Regions from separate parts of the Sus scrofa genome. Here region 2 is linked to region 1. The links are chromatin contacts, called in public Hi-C maps. All regions are on one chromosome and are shown on one strand. The core of a region is the stretch at or near the end of the contact, and the rest is flanking DNA. Distances in the headings are between cores, read along the strand shown. Region 1 overlaps LOC100524475 (transducin-like enhancer protein 1). Region 2 overlaps SPATA31D1 (spermatogenesis-associated protein 31D1).

Region 1 (7,130 bases), core at 1,412-3,911:
GACTTTTCTCAAATTAGGGAAACAGACTGAAACCGACATCGCTATGCTCTGAGGGACATTTTAAGACAATAGAATTATTGCATCCAGCTGCTCAGAGAACATTTTTTCCAGATATGATCTCCACTGTATTTTTGTAGAAGTATTTTCCATTCAGGCCATCAGCATCCTCCGGTTTCCTTTCAGTTGAACTCACCACAATAAGCAAATTTTAGGGACAGCACACAGCTCTCATGGAGATGCAGCTGGTACTTGTCGGGTTTGTTCACGTGGAGAACTTCCACGTTGCTGCTCTCCATGCCCACAGCCAGCCATTCTCCGGTTGGGCAATAACCAAGGGAGAATATCTATAAGAAGCAGAAGAGGCTCGCTGAGTGTTTTGCCCAATGAACTTAGGAAGTGACCAGACAAAAAAAAAGGGAGGAAAACTAGCAGGAACAGGATGGGGAGTTCCTGTCGTGGCTCAGCGGTAATGAACCCAACTAGTATCCACGAGGATGTGGGTTCCATCCCTGGTCTCACTCAGTGGGTTAAAGATCCGGCACTGCCGTGACCTGTGGTTTAGGTCACAGACACAGCTTGCTTGGATCCACGGTTGCTGTAGCGGTGGCATAGGCTGGCAGCTGCAGCTCCAATTCGACCCCTAACCTGGGAACTTCCATATGCTGCAAGATACAGCACTAAAAAGCAAAAAACAAAACAAAAAGCCAAAAAAACAAAAACAAACAAAAAAAAACACCCCACAAAAAACAGGAGGATGGAACAAGCAAACTTCAAACTGTGTGGTAAAGTCTATGGGATAAGCAACCCAATCTAGATAAGGCAAGTGCTGATCACCTTTATGAAATAATTAGAAGGAATAAAGAAAACATATATGTATGACTGGGTCACTTTGCTGTACAGAAGAAATTGGCACAGCCTTGTAAATCAACTATACTTTGCTTTTAAAACTACAAGACAAAATGAATAAATAAAAAATAATTAAGAAATTATTCTTCGTAACACTACTCATGTATTTTGTTTGAAAAGACTCCTTGTCTTTTACTGACACTATCAGAACTATGTAGGGACAAAACAATATGATGTCTGGGGTTTACTTTAAAATAATCCACTGTTTGGGGGCAGGGAAAACCAATGAGACAGGACTGGTCATGTGCTAGTAACTGTTGAAGCTGGGTGATGGGCATATGGGATTTGTGGTTTGGACTTTTACATATGCTTAAACATTTTCTGCTCTCATATATATTTGAAATTCTCCACGAGAAGTTAAAAAAAAAAAAAGGGCAGACCAAAAATAGGATCTTACCCATAACAGGAACAGGGCTGGAACACGAGAGACTCAACAAAATTTTGACAGGGCCATGAAATTTAGTTGCATGTATAGTTGCTTTCCATTTCTGTCCTATTTTTCTGAGTGGAATTACTTTTATTACCCCCAAAAAAGTAAGGAAATAAGCGATGATAAAAAGAACAATTCCACCATCAGAAAGCACTTAAAATGGCATGCCCTGTCTTTCCCCAAACAGGCCTAGAGTCAGACATTCAACATGTAAATCATCTCCACAATCCACAATCAAAGTTACCATTTTTATGCCATTTCAAAACTCCATAAATCTGGGCAGGCATGAGCCCAGTTTTTAAGGGATGAGTAATAAGACGGGCATCCACTGAGATGCCTGATGTATGTGAAATAAATTAACTCTCAGAGCTATCATGATTATCACTGCATATTTTTCAAGGTCCATTTCGATGTGGACCAAATCATCATCTCATCTCTCAACCCCATGTTAGATGGTGAGAAGATGGACAGCAGATCAGACCCTGTATGTTCTTCCAGGCGCAGATTCCTGAAGCAAACTCATATACCACTAAAACAACCCACAGGTTGTTTAAACCACAGCAATTTTAAAACACTGTAAGCATTTGGGGGTGATTTCTGGGGTCTGTGTGTATGTATCTCAAATTAGAGCCCAGACTGTTTGTCTGGCTACTACTGTGCTGGGGATGGGAGGGGGGAGGTGGCTGCACAGGGAAGAACAAGCCCACACCTGGGAGGTGAAGTCGTGCTGCTGCAGCTGCCGCCCTTCACGCAGGTCCCAGGACCGGACTGTGTTGTCCAAGCCGCCCGTCCAGAGCTTGGTGCCATCGTTAGAAATGTCAATACAGCTGGCCCCGTCCGTGTGGCCCTGGAATTGCCTGATAAAACAAACCAGATTGAATAACGATTTCCTGCCAGGGCTCAGGGTAAACACTGTTGTGTTGTTGGTTTTGGACCTGCCGAGCATGTGTCATCTCCTCAGTGTCTGCTGATGTGCAAGATCAGACCAACCTTCCCCTGAGGAGGAGAGGAAACAGCACCTGCAGATTTTCTTCTTTTTTCAGGATCCAAGTGCTGAAGAAACTGAATGCCGTTTTAGGTCACCACACAGGAGAAGTTAAATACGCTCCTAGAGCTATTCTTACAAATTCGTCTGGAACGAAAAATTCCTCCCAGGTCTGGAAAAGTGTTTAAGTGTGAAAAGACGGGGGGAGGGAAAAAGGCAAACACACAGAATCCCAAGTGTATTCCTCCCAGAAAGAGGCAGGCTTGGCCTTTAACCGCGTGGGCCTGAATCACCACATTACCAGCTCAGGGCCCAGAAGCACTCCTGTCTCCATGAGTGAATAACACAGCGATGCCCTTCCTGCCAACAAAGCATGAGCTCATGTATTTACTCAACCTCGCTTTCTCTACTAGAAAGAGACCCGCATTAGGAAATGTGGACTCGCAGAGACAAAGGGGCATGCCGGCCTCCTGACTCAGAGGCGCAGAGCAGAGACGGAGCTGATTGCTGGGACCGGCCTCTGGCACAGCGTGGCCTCGAAGCTGAGCACAAGGCTGTTGTTCTCTTAAAGAGGATCCTTGTGCTTTGGTCAAAAACCACCACCCAGAACAAGCGACCAACCAGGATCTGCCGGGCGCAGGTGCTCTGCCAGGTCCCAGGTGGGGCTTGCTGGGGGCAGGGGGAGGTAAGCCACCACAGGGCCAGAAGGTTGGGGGTCATGAGTCTGGTCTGGTCCATGCCAAGAGGGAGCTGGCAGGGGAGAGCCGGGAACCAGAGAGAGGTGTTCGGAGGCCTGAAGAGGACGGCAAAGCAGGCAGCATCCAGGAGTACTTCGTGGGAACCTCAACACCCAGAGAAAAGTTTCCAGTGCCTCCCCTTCCTGTTACCTTCTCACAGAGCGGCAATCTTGAAAGCTGAGTCCAAAATTTAAAGGGCATGGAGGGTAAGACAAGAGCAACCCCAGTGCCCTGAATTCAGAGATAAGATGTGAACTGCCACATCAAAAACAGCCCCTCTGGAGCTCCCATAGTGGTATAGTGGAAATGAATCTGACTAGGATCCTTGAGGACCCAGGTTCAATCCCTGGCCTCACTCAGTGGGTTAAGGATCCAGGGTTTCCGTGAGCTGTGGTATAGGTCACAGACACAGCTCAGATCTGGTGTTGCTGTGGTTGTGGTGTAGGCCAGTGGCTACAGCTCCAATTTGACCCCTAGCCTGGGAACCTCCATATGCTGGGAGTGTGGCCCTAAAAAAAGCAAAAAAAAAAAAAAAAAAAGTCACCTCTGAAAACCATTCAGAACTTCCACCTGGTCCTCTCCTCCATGCACCCAACTCTCCTTCTGAGGCTTCCCCTCTGGTCCCCCAGGCCTGGAGTAGCCGCACACTCCCCCCACCCGTTTCCAAACTGCTGCTTTTCTGCCTTCAAATAGCGTTTGAAACCCAGGGACCTCCCTCTTCATTTCATCTTCCGAATTCCTTTTACCTCTGGAACTCAGGAAATACTTTGATTCCTTGAATATAGAAATTTTTCTCTGCTGACTTAAGCACCCGGTGGGTATTTCTCCATCCCTGTATCCACCTATCTCGGTGCTGTCCTCAGGCTCCTCTGGGTCACAGCAGATGCAAGATATTAAGGGAGTTCTTGTCGTAGCTCAGCAGTAACAAACTCAAGTGGTATCTGGGAGGGTGTGGGTTCCATCCCTGGCCTTGCTCAGTGGGTTAAGGATCTGGTGTTGCCTCGAGCTGTGGTGTAGGTCGAAGATGCAGATCAGATCTGGCATTGCTGTGGCTGTGGTGCAGGCCGGCAGCTACAGCTCTGATTCGACCACTAACCTGGGAACTTCCATATGCTGTGGGTGTGGTCCTAAAAAGACAAAAAAAAAAAAAAAAAAAAAAAAAACAGTAGACTCTGCATTGCCCTGTCATGTCACACAAAGTAGCCACTAGCCACGTGTGGCTAGTCCAAACTGAGATTTGTGAAGCAGGACTCTGTCATAGCCATCAGGTATTGAGACCCTGGCGGTCAGCAAAGAGAGAAGTTCAGAGCACACCCAATGGAGATGGGTGCCTGGGCCCTATCACAGCTCCTCCATGATAAAATCAGGATAACAGCAATGAAGAAGCAACTAGGGTTAAAGAGATTAACATTTGAAAAAAGCACTCTGAATTAATATTTTGGAAGTGGTTTTATTAAATTAAAAAAAAAAGAAAGAAAAGAAAAATCGCCCAACACTTGCTAGGCTCAAAGTTTGAAAAGGCTGTTGGCTCTGGCTCCATCTGTCCATCTGTCCATTTTGCTCATTCTAAGTTGCCCAGTGAGCAACAAGAAAAATAACTCCTGCGCCATCACCCTCACGTAGGGGCAGAGCCTGGCCCAGTGACACTTACTGGATTTCTACAGATGAGGTTGAAGAAAGAGTGAGCTGCTAAAATGAATTCCCTAATCCGTCCCTTCCCTCCAGCTATGGGCGCGGAAGCACTGGAGGAGCCCTGCTGACTCATGTGTCTAAAACTGTGTCAAGAACCATGTTTCTGAGTGAAGGTGACACAGAAGGGTGAAACACATGCCTGTTCTGCCTTAGATGTTTAATTTCGTGCTTCCTTTTCTTTTCTTTCCTTTTTTTTTTTTTTTGTCTTTTGTCTTTTTAGGGCTGTGCCTGCAGCATATGGAGGTTCCCAGGCTAGGGGTCCAATCAGAGCTGTTTCTGCTGGCCTATGCCAGAGCCACAGCAATGCAGGATCCAAGCCGCGTCCGCAACCTACACCGCAGCCCACAGCAACACTGGATCCTCAACCCACTAATTGAGGCCAGGGATCGAACCCCCAATCTCATGGTTCCTGGTCGGATTCATTTCTGCTGCACCACGACGGGAACTCCAATGCTTCCTTTTCTAAAGGCTTTTCTCTAATACTGTTAATGTGAGTGCTCCCTTTGCCAGAGGGGGTGAGCTGACCAAAGCCAAGGAGAAGGTGGTAGATTCCAGGCAGCTGGGCTTGCTCCTGGATAAAATGACACCTGGACAGGGATTATTTAGTTATTGAGAAACACTCGATACTCTTAAACCATTTTGTGGGTAAAGTTCATGGAATCTCCTCTTCTAATGTTCTTTTGTTGATTTTCTGTTATTCTTTTATCACTTGGCTCCTGTTTTCACATAGGAGGGTCTAAGCAAAGCCAAAAACATCTAGTATTGAAGACCTTTGGTACCTCCATCTAATTTATGGTATGCCACCCTTTGGCAAGAGGCAGGAATGTTTTTTAAACAAACCTGGCATCTGTACATGGCTGAAGAATGAGAACATGAGGGAAGGAAATATAAAGTCTGAGTGACATCCAAGCACAGCAGCAAGACCGTAAGCCCCAGCCCCATGAGGACGGTGACACGGTTTCATCTTTTTATTCCTAACTCCAAGCCTGGCATACGGTAGGCTCTTAATGCGTGGGCTGAGCGCCTGAGGGCAGCAGCCAGAGAAGTAGGAATAAAAGGGGGCCTTCTGGCCCAAGTACTCCGGGAGGGAGCCTCCCCTTGGGAAACCACCTCTGCTCACCTCACCAGCGTCTGGTTGTGCAGGTCCCACACGGCAATGTTGCCATCACTGCAGCAGGAGAAGCAGACCTTGGAGTCAGGGCTTATGGCCAGGGCATAGCAGGCGGGGGCCGAGGATGTCAGCTCTGCCTTGATGCGTGGGGTGGGAGCCGCCAGGTCCCAAATGGACAGAGTACTGGCTTCCCCTCCCACTATGAGAGTGCAGCCATCAGGGAGCAATTTGCAGGAACGGATGTAGTTATCCCTGTTCTGTGAAATAAACATAATTTAATTGCTATAATGCATGACCAAGCAGTCACAATGCCATTTTCTCCAACTGCTATCTTGGCTGTTGACTTAAAAAAGTGGTATTGCATGGACACTAGCAAAGCACGAGTCTTGTGATAAAGATCAGGATCTGATGGCCACTGGCTCTTTAGAAGCAGTAAACAAACACCCAGGGTTGCTCAGGCATGTGTGGTTACCCAGAACTGCTTCTGATGCCCAATTTCCTGCCGAGTAGACGGAACTGCAAAGGATCAGGAGACATAAGGTAGGTGCCCATGTACTTCTCCGTGCAGAAACCACTTTTCAAAGCTCGTTTATAAATCTTTGACCTCATCACCCTCCGTTATTTACTATATAGAAATGGCAGACCTGCTGCCTCTGTTTTGGTTTTCATTACCCTTAACTCTCTGCCTAAGGCTTGTACTGTGTCTTCATTAGCCAGATGGATCCTTGTCTAAGAATTTAACAAACAGCTGCTTTCTCAAGATGTAACGAGGCTGCTGTCATATTTAAGCCTCTCAATCCAAAGGCCAAAGAAATGAATAAAAGAAGGCATATCTCTCTCAAAAACAACACATTAAAAAAGGAGGTGGGACTTAAAACAACACCCCCTGCCCCCGAAAGAAATAACTGCTATCCTTTAACTCAACAGATACAGGTCAAGTCTTTACTATGCTTTAACTGTGGCCTGTTGTTCAAAGACTAGAGAAACATTAAGCAACGCAATTTCAAAAAAGGAGAGAAGTGTTACAAAATTCTCCTACCACTGTAGTCTGTTGGTCGATGTTTATGTATGTTTCCCTATGTTTACATTTCATTAATGGAGATATTTTTAAGTTATCTGATTGAAAAAATAAACTAAGAACTATCCCAAAGAGTCTTTCCATCGCAAAAACAATCATGCTTTTTTTTTTTTTGGAAACACCGTCTTGGGAACCCTTGCCATTTCACTTGCCAGGCAGGCAGCGGGGACAGTGAACCAGCTGCCACAGCA
Region 2 (7,130 bases), core at 1,955-4,454, 190 kb after region 1:
TAAGTAATCAGAAAATAGCACAGGAGTTCCCATTGTGGCTCAGCGGGTTAAGGACCCGTTTGTGTCCATGCGAAGATGCAGTTTTGATCCCTGGCCTCGGATCAGTGGCTTAAGGATCCAGCATTGTTGCAAGCTGTGGAGTATGTTGTAGATTTGGCTCAGATCTGATGTTGTCATGGCTTTGGCATAGGCCTGCAGTTGTAGCTCCGATTCAACCCCTAGCTTGGGAACTTCCTTTTGCTGCAGGTGCGGCCCTAAAGACCAAAAAATAAAAATTAAAAAAAAAATAATGTTTATCTCTATGATTTGTAGCAGAGCTTTAAAAGAAAGAGAAAATGTGCAATATTAGCTATGAAAATTTTGGGAAAAAAAAAAAATGAAGGAGGACTTGTTCCACCAGATATCAAAACATGACCTGCAGCCATAATAGTTGAAATGGTGATGAAATGAAAGGAGAAGACATCGATAGATAAACTACAATAGACATTAGGGAGTCCTAAGCACATGCAGGTATTTACTATACAGAAAAATTCACATATAAGATTAGAGAGAAAAGTGTAGACTATTTAATAAATTGAAGTGTATATTGATAGTTATTTTGCAAAGCCAATTGAAATTAAAACCAGAGATTTATTTCAATTCGAAATTTCCACCATGTACACATATGAATGTTTGTGGCATTATTGACTATAATAACCTCAAACTGGAAATGACCTAAATGTCCATCAATAGAGAAATTCATAGTATTTTTTTTTTTTTTTTATGACTACACCTATCTTTTGTCTTTTTAGGGTTGCACCCATGGCATATGTAAGTTCCCAGGCTAGGGGGCGAATCAGAGCTGCTATGCCAGATCTGAGCCCCTTTGTGACTTTGACCATAGCTCACAACACCGCTAGATCCTTAACCCATTGAGCAAGGCCAAGGATTGAACCCACATCCTCATGGATACTAATCAGGCTCTTAACCTGCTGAGCCACAATGGAAACTCCAAATCCATAGTATTTATGGACCATCCATATTCTTGTATGCTGAGTGGCAATTAAAAAGAATGAAGTCGAGTTCTGTCTTCTAGCTTGAGGAGATCTTTCACACATACTATTGAAAAAAATAAGTATATGTACATATAAGTATATATATTTAGTTATACTTACATATAATACTTAAATATTTATATACTTACATATAAAAGAAAATATATCTCATAGAAAAAGAATTGGAAAAATACACACTAAACTGCAGAGATAATCCATCTGGAGATGGGGGAAGGTAGATTGTAGGGGATGGAAGGGGAACTTTGCTGATATTTATATAAGCTTGTAGATAAGTTGAAATGTATTGTTTATCATATTCCTTGTATTTTAAAAACTTCTATCTCCTTTCAATCATAATTTTTAAAAGAGAAAAGTTGTGATTTCACTAGTTTATATTTGATACATTTTTGGAAATGACATAGCATTACAAAAGAGGACTAGAGTATTTTTATTCTGTGTGATGCTCGTTATTTTTTCACTTGATGATCCCCATCAGTAGCCAGTATGCACACAGAACGCTGGCTCCTTGGGCGGTGCCTGGGAGGTGACACGCTCTCACTCCACTTGGAAGTGAGTGAGACCACTTGCTCCATGACAAAACATCTTGCCCTGATGCTTTTGTGGACCTTCCCTCATCTGCCGAACAGAAATTTCTTTGCACTGAAGATCAGCCCAGTGCTGTTTTGTGTGTGGCAGGGGAAGAAGACACTCTGAATTGCACGTACAGAGCATCCCATCTCTTTACCTTTCCATGTTTGCAGGATCTGTCATTCAGAGAAGGAAGTTAGATTGTCCAAAATAACTTGCTCCACAACTAGCCACAGTGGTTATCAATGCTTTGTACTATTCCCTGGGACAGTAACTAATTTAAACTGACCAGTGTACTGTTCCCAAACCAATTTCTCTGTTTTGCTCTCCTCTCTTGAAAGATAGGCATTTTAAAGTGCCTGTTTCCTACAAATACATTATATCCATTTGTCCACAGGTCTTTTTTTTTTTTCTTTCTTTCTTTTTTTTTTAAATGGCCACACTATGGCTTACGGAAGTTCCCTGGGGCCAAGGATTGAATCCAAGCCGCAGTTACGGCCAGGCCATGCCAGATCCTTTAACCCACTGCGCCAGGCCGGGGATTGAACCTGAGCCACTTCAGTTGGATTCTTAACCCACTGCACCACCCGGGGAAGTCCTGTCCACAAGTCTTAAACCCAAAAGGAATTCAACTTAAGATTTTTCAATATGAATACACAAAGCTTAAAAAAAAACACACCTCTGCCATTCCCGTCCTTTAGGAGAACGTCCCTGTGTTAGAGCAGAGAGGTGCAGCAGAAAGGGGACTGAAATGGAAATCAGAAAACTTGTGTTTGATGTATTGGGGAGATAAAAAAAGAGAAAACTTGTGTTTGAAGCCTGCCTTCTAGGACTTTTTGAAAATTGTGTGACTTCTCTTAGGCCTCCCTTTGTGTCATCTCTAAAATGGGAAGATTGGGGAAAACAGGCGGAAACTGGGTAGTAAGGGAGGCAGAGAGAGGAGTATAGGCTTGAAGGAGAAAGGGCTTTGGAAGGTATAAAGCAAAAGACCAACCTGAGACTATGACTTTATATAAGCCCATCGCTGTTCTTCTTACACACACACACACATCTATGTGCATGCTTTGGATTTCCATTCTCTCTCATTTTTAAAAAAATTATAGTAGAGTTACAAAGTTCTGTCCATTTCTGCTGTACAGCAAAGTGACCCAGTCATACACATATAAACATGTTTTTTCTCATATTACCTTCCATCATGTTCTATCCCAAGTGGTTGGTATAGTTTCCTGTGCTATATAGCAGGACCGCATTGCTTATCTATTCTCTTTCATTTATGTTCCCTTCAAAGTAGGCATTTGAATCCCTCCTAACACATTTGCCTCTGTTTTCTGTCACATGTACCCATTGATCTCACCAGCACCTGAGGCCTTGGATTTATTCCTGCCTTTCTGACAGCACCTGTTTTCTCCCAGAGGTGCATTTGGCTTCGTGTTGAAAGCACAGTGTGTTCCCCTTTTGTTAACTTAACCTTTGTGTTGTTTTTGAAAAATCAGATTTGAAAGAACAGGGACCCTAGAAAGCCTGTGATATGTAAATATTTAGCCAGGCAGGTAGGGATAGTAAGCATTTTCTCTCTTAACACAAAACATGATTTTATTTGCTAAAGCTGTAATCTTGTTTGATAATCCATCAGTGTATTATCAGCTATGTGGTGAGACAGAATGCCACAGGGAGATAATCAAGAACCTTCACCTGATACTCCAGGGTTGATTACAGTGACTGGAGGAGGGAGAATCTTCTGGAGAGGATTATGTTAAACATAGCCTTTCTATTTACAGTTGATTTTCTCCAAACGCTTTAACCATTCTGCTCCCTGCCTAGGTAAGTAGGTCATCTGAAAACCTATGAAGAAGGGGAGTCTTTGCAGGTGTCGAACAACTAAACCTGCCTCTTTACCAGGTCCCATGAGTCATTGTTTCATGCTCCATGCATTTGTGAATCAAAGGGAAAAAAAAAAAAAAAAGAAAAAAGATTTGTAGGTGCTCCACGGGAAGTCAGTATTTAAAAAACACAAACCAAAACCAGAAAGGTCCAGTTTGAAGACAGAACAGAAGTTCTCCCATACGCCAGTTAACATCAGAATCCCAGCTCAGAATATTAAGTCAGAAAACCAGATTCCTAAACTGAAATTTTAATATGACATTAATCTGTAGGCCTCTCAAGAATGTAATCTGTGGTTTCTGAATCAGGGGCCACACCCCTCTGGGGTATGTGTCCTCAGCGACCCTCAGGGCCAGCTCGATTGGAATGCACAACTCCGAGGGGCAGAAATATTACCGGCAAATGGTTCTCTGAGAGTTCTGGAAAAAGGCAGTGTGACCTGTGGTCCCTGGTGGGAGGCAGAGAAGCCTTTCCTTCCAATGCTCATCTTTGCCTACCCCATTCTTCTCTGCCTTGAATTTATCTCCTCAGGATTATCTACCATGTAGGAAAAAATCCCTGAAAATCCACTCCTCAAATGAAAGGCCTGTGGGGTTACTTGATTTCTGGCTACTGAAAACAGGCTGTGTCGTTCCACAGCCCTCTGCGATAAGAACGTATTCTCATATGTTATCTCACGCAAGCCTTTCCTGAGACAAGCAGATGAGGAAATTGAGTTTCAAAGAATTTAAGTATCTTGCCTAAGTTTACACAAGTGGTGGTTTCTTACCTTCTTTTGTTCCTTTCCTATCTTCTTTTTCTCCTTTTCTTTTTCTTTGGAAGACATTTTTCTTCAGAATGTGGACTCTGGAGCCGGATACGTGGTTTTAAATCCCTGACTCTGCATGACCTTGGGCAAGTTACTTATTTTTGTGTGCTTTGGTTCTCACCAGTAAAAAGGGGATAACCATACTATTTACTATTATTATTGGGAGGATAAGGCTGGTTAGGACAAGTGTAGCATTTAGAATAGTGTCTGGCATGTAGCTAACCTTCAGTACGGTTTAGTTATTATTGCTACTGCTATTGCTGTTTCCTTCCACTCCCCGATTTGTCCTTTCATCAAACATTAATTATCTTCTCTCTGATGGGCATTGTGCTAAGCTGGGGAAATGAGTAAGAAGGCGTCCCTTTTCCATGAGACTTGCTGTTTACTAGGAGACAGAGAATTGTGGGGGATGGCCACACCATGGAGGTGTGTTAGGCCTCTGTGTAATCACAGGTCAGCTGTGGGGTGTCCGTGATTATCTGGAAAGGCCTCGTGGAGGAGACGACCTGGCATTTGTGTTGAACACTGGAGTCGAAGAGGTATCCATGAGGACGATGGTCAGGGATGGCCAGGGGGCCGTGTCTTCCAGGCTGAGGGGCCAGTGTGAAAGACTGTAGCAGGGCTTGGGAATAAGAAGCTGTAATAGGTAGCCAGTGCTGCCATAACCAGATACCACAGATGAGGTGGCTTAAAAAACAGAAAATAATATTCTTACAGCTCTGGAGGCTAGAAGTCCAGGTGTCAGTGGGTTTGGTTTCCGCCGACGTGCCTCTCCTTGGCTTGACAGCTGCCTTCTGGTTACGTCTTCGAATGGTCTTCTTTCCATTTTCCAATCTCTTCTTCTTTTAAGGATACTAGTCATGTTGGATTAGGGTCCAGTCACAGGACATCATTAATCATAATAACCCCTTTTAAAGCCCTATCTCCCAATATAGTCACATTCTCAGGGACTGGGGGTTAGGGTTTCCATGTATGAATTTTTAGAGGGATGCACTTGAGCCCATCATGGGAAGTCTCTGGAAATACGGCCGGAGTCAGGTGTGTGTGGATGCGTGTGAGGACCCACAGCCAGAATGCCAGGCAGCGCCCAGATCTTGAAAAGCTTGGCTTCTAATCAGGTTAAGGAAGATGTCAATGGGCAGAAATGGACATGGCGACCAGATTTGGGCACCCTTGGCCCCCTCAGGCTGTGGTGTGAAGGGCAGACTTCCTGGGAGGAGCCACTCTGTGATATGTCAGAGGAGACACTAGTTTGCTTGTTTGTTTGTTTGTTTTTTGCTTTTTAGGGCCCTTGCCCTCAGCATATGGAGGTTCCCAGGCTAGGGGTCAAATCAGAGCTGTAGCTGCCAGCCTACGCCACAGTTCACAGCAACGCCGGATTCTTAACCCACTGAGCAAGGCCAGGGATCAAACCTGCGTCCTCATGGATGCTACTCAGATTCATTAACTGCTGAGCCACAACGGGAACTCCAGAGGAGACCCTAGTTTCAATTTCAGTTCTCTTTCACCACAACTCCAAGGCACATGTGGTGGGTAAAGGGTGGCAGTAATTCCCCAGGATCTAGAGGATCCCTGAGAATGAAGATGTGTGGGTGGAGGGGTACAGGTGGGTGAGGAAGGTGGAGGCAGTGGCTATGGGAACAGCCCATTTTGCTGTGTCAGCCTCATTTGGGGATTGCCAGGCACACACAAGTGAAGTGGCTTGGGTTTTCCTTTTCACCCACAAGGCCCCTCAAGTGTTCTTAACGTGATCACATATCTTACTACTGTACTTGGTAAATGAGAGAACAGCCTCCCTTTCATCCTCCTGCTAGGTAGCTGCGCACAGCAGCTCGTTGTTGTTGACAGTCACAGAATGAGATGATTACTCCTCTGCATTTTTAGAATCCTGCTCAAACGCATGCATTTCAGTGCAGAGAGGGGCTGCTGCCTTTTGTATAGTTCCCCGTGGTTGAGAGGCCTGAGACAGCGGTGTCCTGCTCTGGTTTTCCTGGTTTCTGGAGGAGCTACTTTGGCACCATCCCTTCATCTCTCTTTTGTAAAATGGGATAAGAAGGAAAGTGGTGAAGAGTCTATGAGAAAACATGGAAATGTGAGAGTTCCCATTGTGGCTCAGTGGGTTAAGAACCTGACATAGTGCCCATGAGGATGCAGGTTCTATCCCTGGCCTCGCTCAGTGGGTTAAGGATCTGGCATTGCCATGAGCTGTGGTGTAGATTGCAGACACAGCTTAGATCTAGCGTGGCTGTGGCTGTGGCATAGGCCAGCAGCTGCAGCTCCATTTGGACCTCTACCCTAGCAACTTCCATATGCTGCAGGTAGGATCCTAAAAAGAAAAAGAAAAAAAAAAAAAAAAAAAAAAAGTCATCATTTGTTTCTTCTAATCCCAGCTCTGAGCTTGTGTCAGAGCCTTGAGCAAAGCAGTGGCTAACCCAGCTTTTACTGCCCTGCTTTGTAAAGTGGGAAGTGGTCTTTACTCCCTCTACCCCTCTTCCCTTCTCTCTTCTCTCCTTCAATTCCTCTTCTCTCAGATGTAAAGATTAATTGGATGCGGTCTGTGCTGTCTGCCAGGAAGCTAGAAAGTGTGAAGCATCATCTGGATGGGTTTAGTAAGCACTAGATTCTCCTTCCTCTGCTTTTGACAAACAGAGTGACAGCACATCGCTGTGTTTAAACAAGTTAATGTGTATGTTCCTTGACATAAGGAAGCGCTCTAATCATGAAATACAGCTTGCATGTCATTTGGTTCTGAGATTTTATTGAGTACTACTAATCTTGACATATTTTGGTTGGCACCACATTCTTGGTGTAGTGGGTTA

Evidence for each region. Hi-C and Micro-C count contacts between places; a contact is called where the count stands out from the background.
Region 2: a Hi-C map of liver shows a contact between it and region 1, with 2.0 times the contacts expected there. The contact joins two enhancer-like sites. A contact is called at or near these places in 2 of 47 Hi-C or Micro-C datasets (embryonic fibroblasts and liver).

The regions. Positions count from the first base shown.
Region 1 is chr1:234,279,675-234,286,804 of Sscrofa11.1, forward strand. It overlaps LOC100524475 (transducin-like enhancer protein 1), which reads right to left. Exons shown (of 20, transcript XM_003480540.4): 16 at 5,871-6,118; 17 at 2,046-2,193; 18 at 194-344. Among named protein-coding and RNA genes, the nearest start is that of SPATA31D1, 88 kb to the right of the region's middle. Within about 2 kb of position 2,662, at least 29 of the 83 cell types and tissues checked have an H3K27ac peak or open chromatin away from gene starts, as enhancers often do. A contact at or near this core is called in liver, where this site is marked.
Region 2 is chr1:234,466,712-234,473,841 of Sscrofa11.1, forward strand. The region is part of intron 2 of SPATA31D1 (spermatogenesis-associated protein 31D1); the gene reads left to right. Among named protein-coding and RNA genes, the nearest start is that of SPATA31D1, 99 kb to the left of the region's middle. Within about 2 kb of position 3,205, at least 10 of the 83 cell types and tissues checked have an H3K27ac peak or open chromatin away from gene starts, as enhancers often do. A contact at or near this core is called in liver, where this site is marked.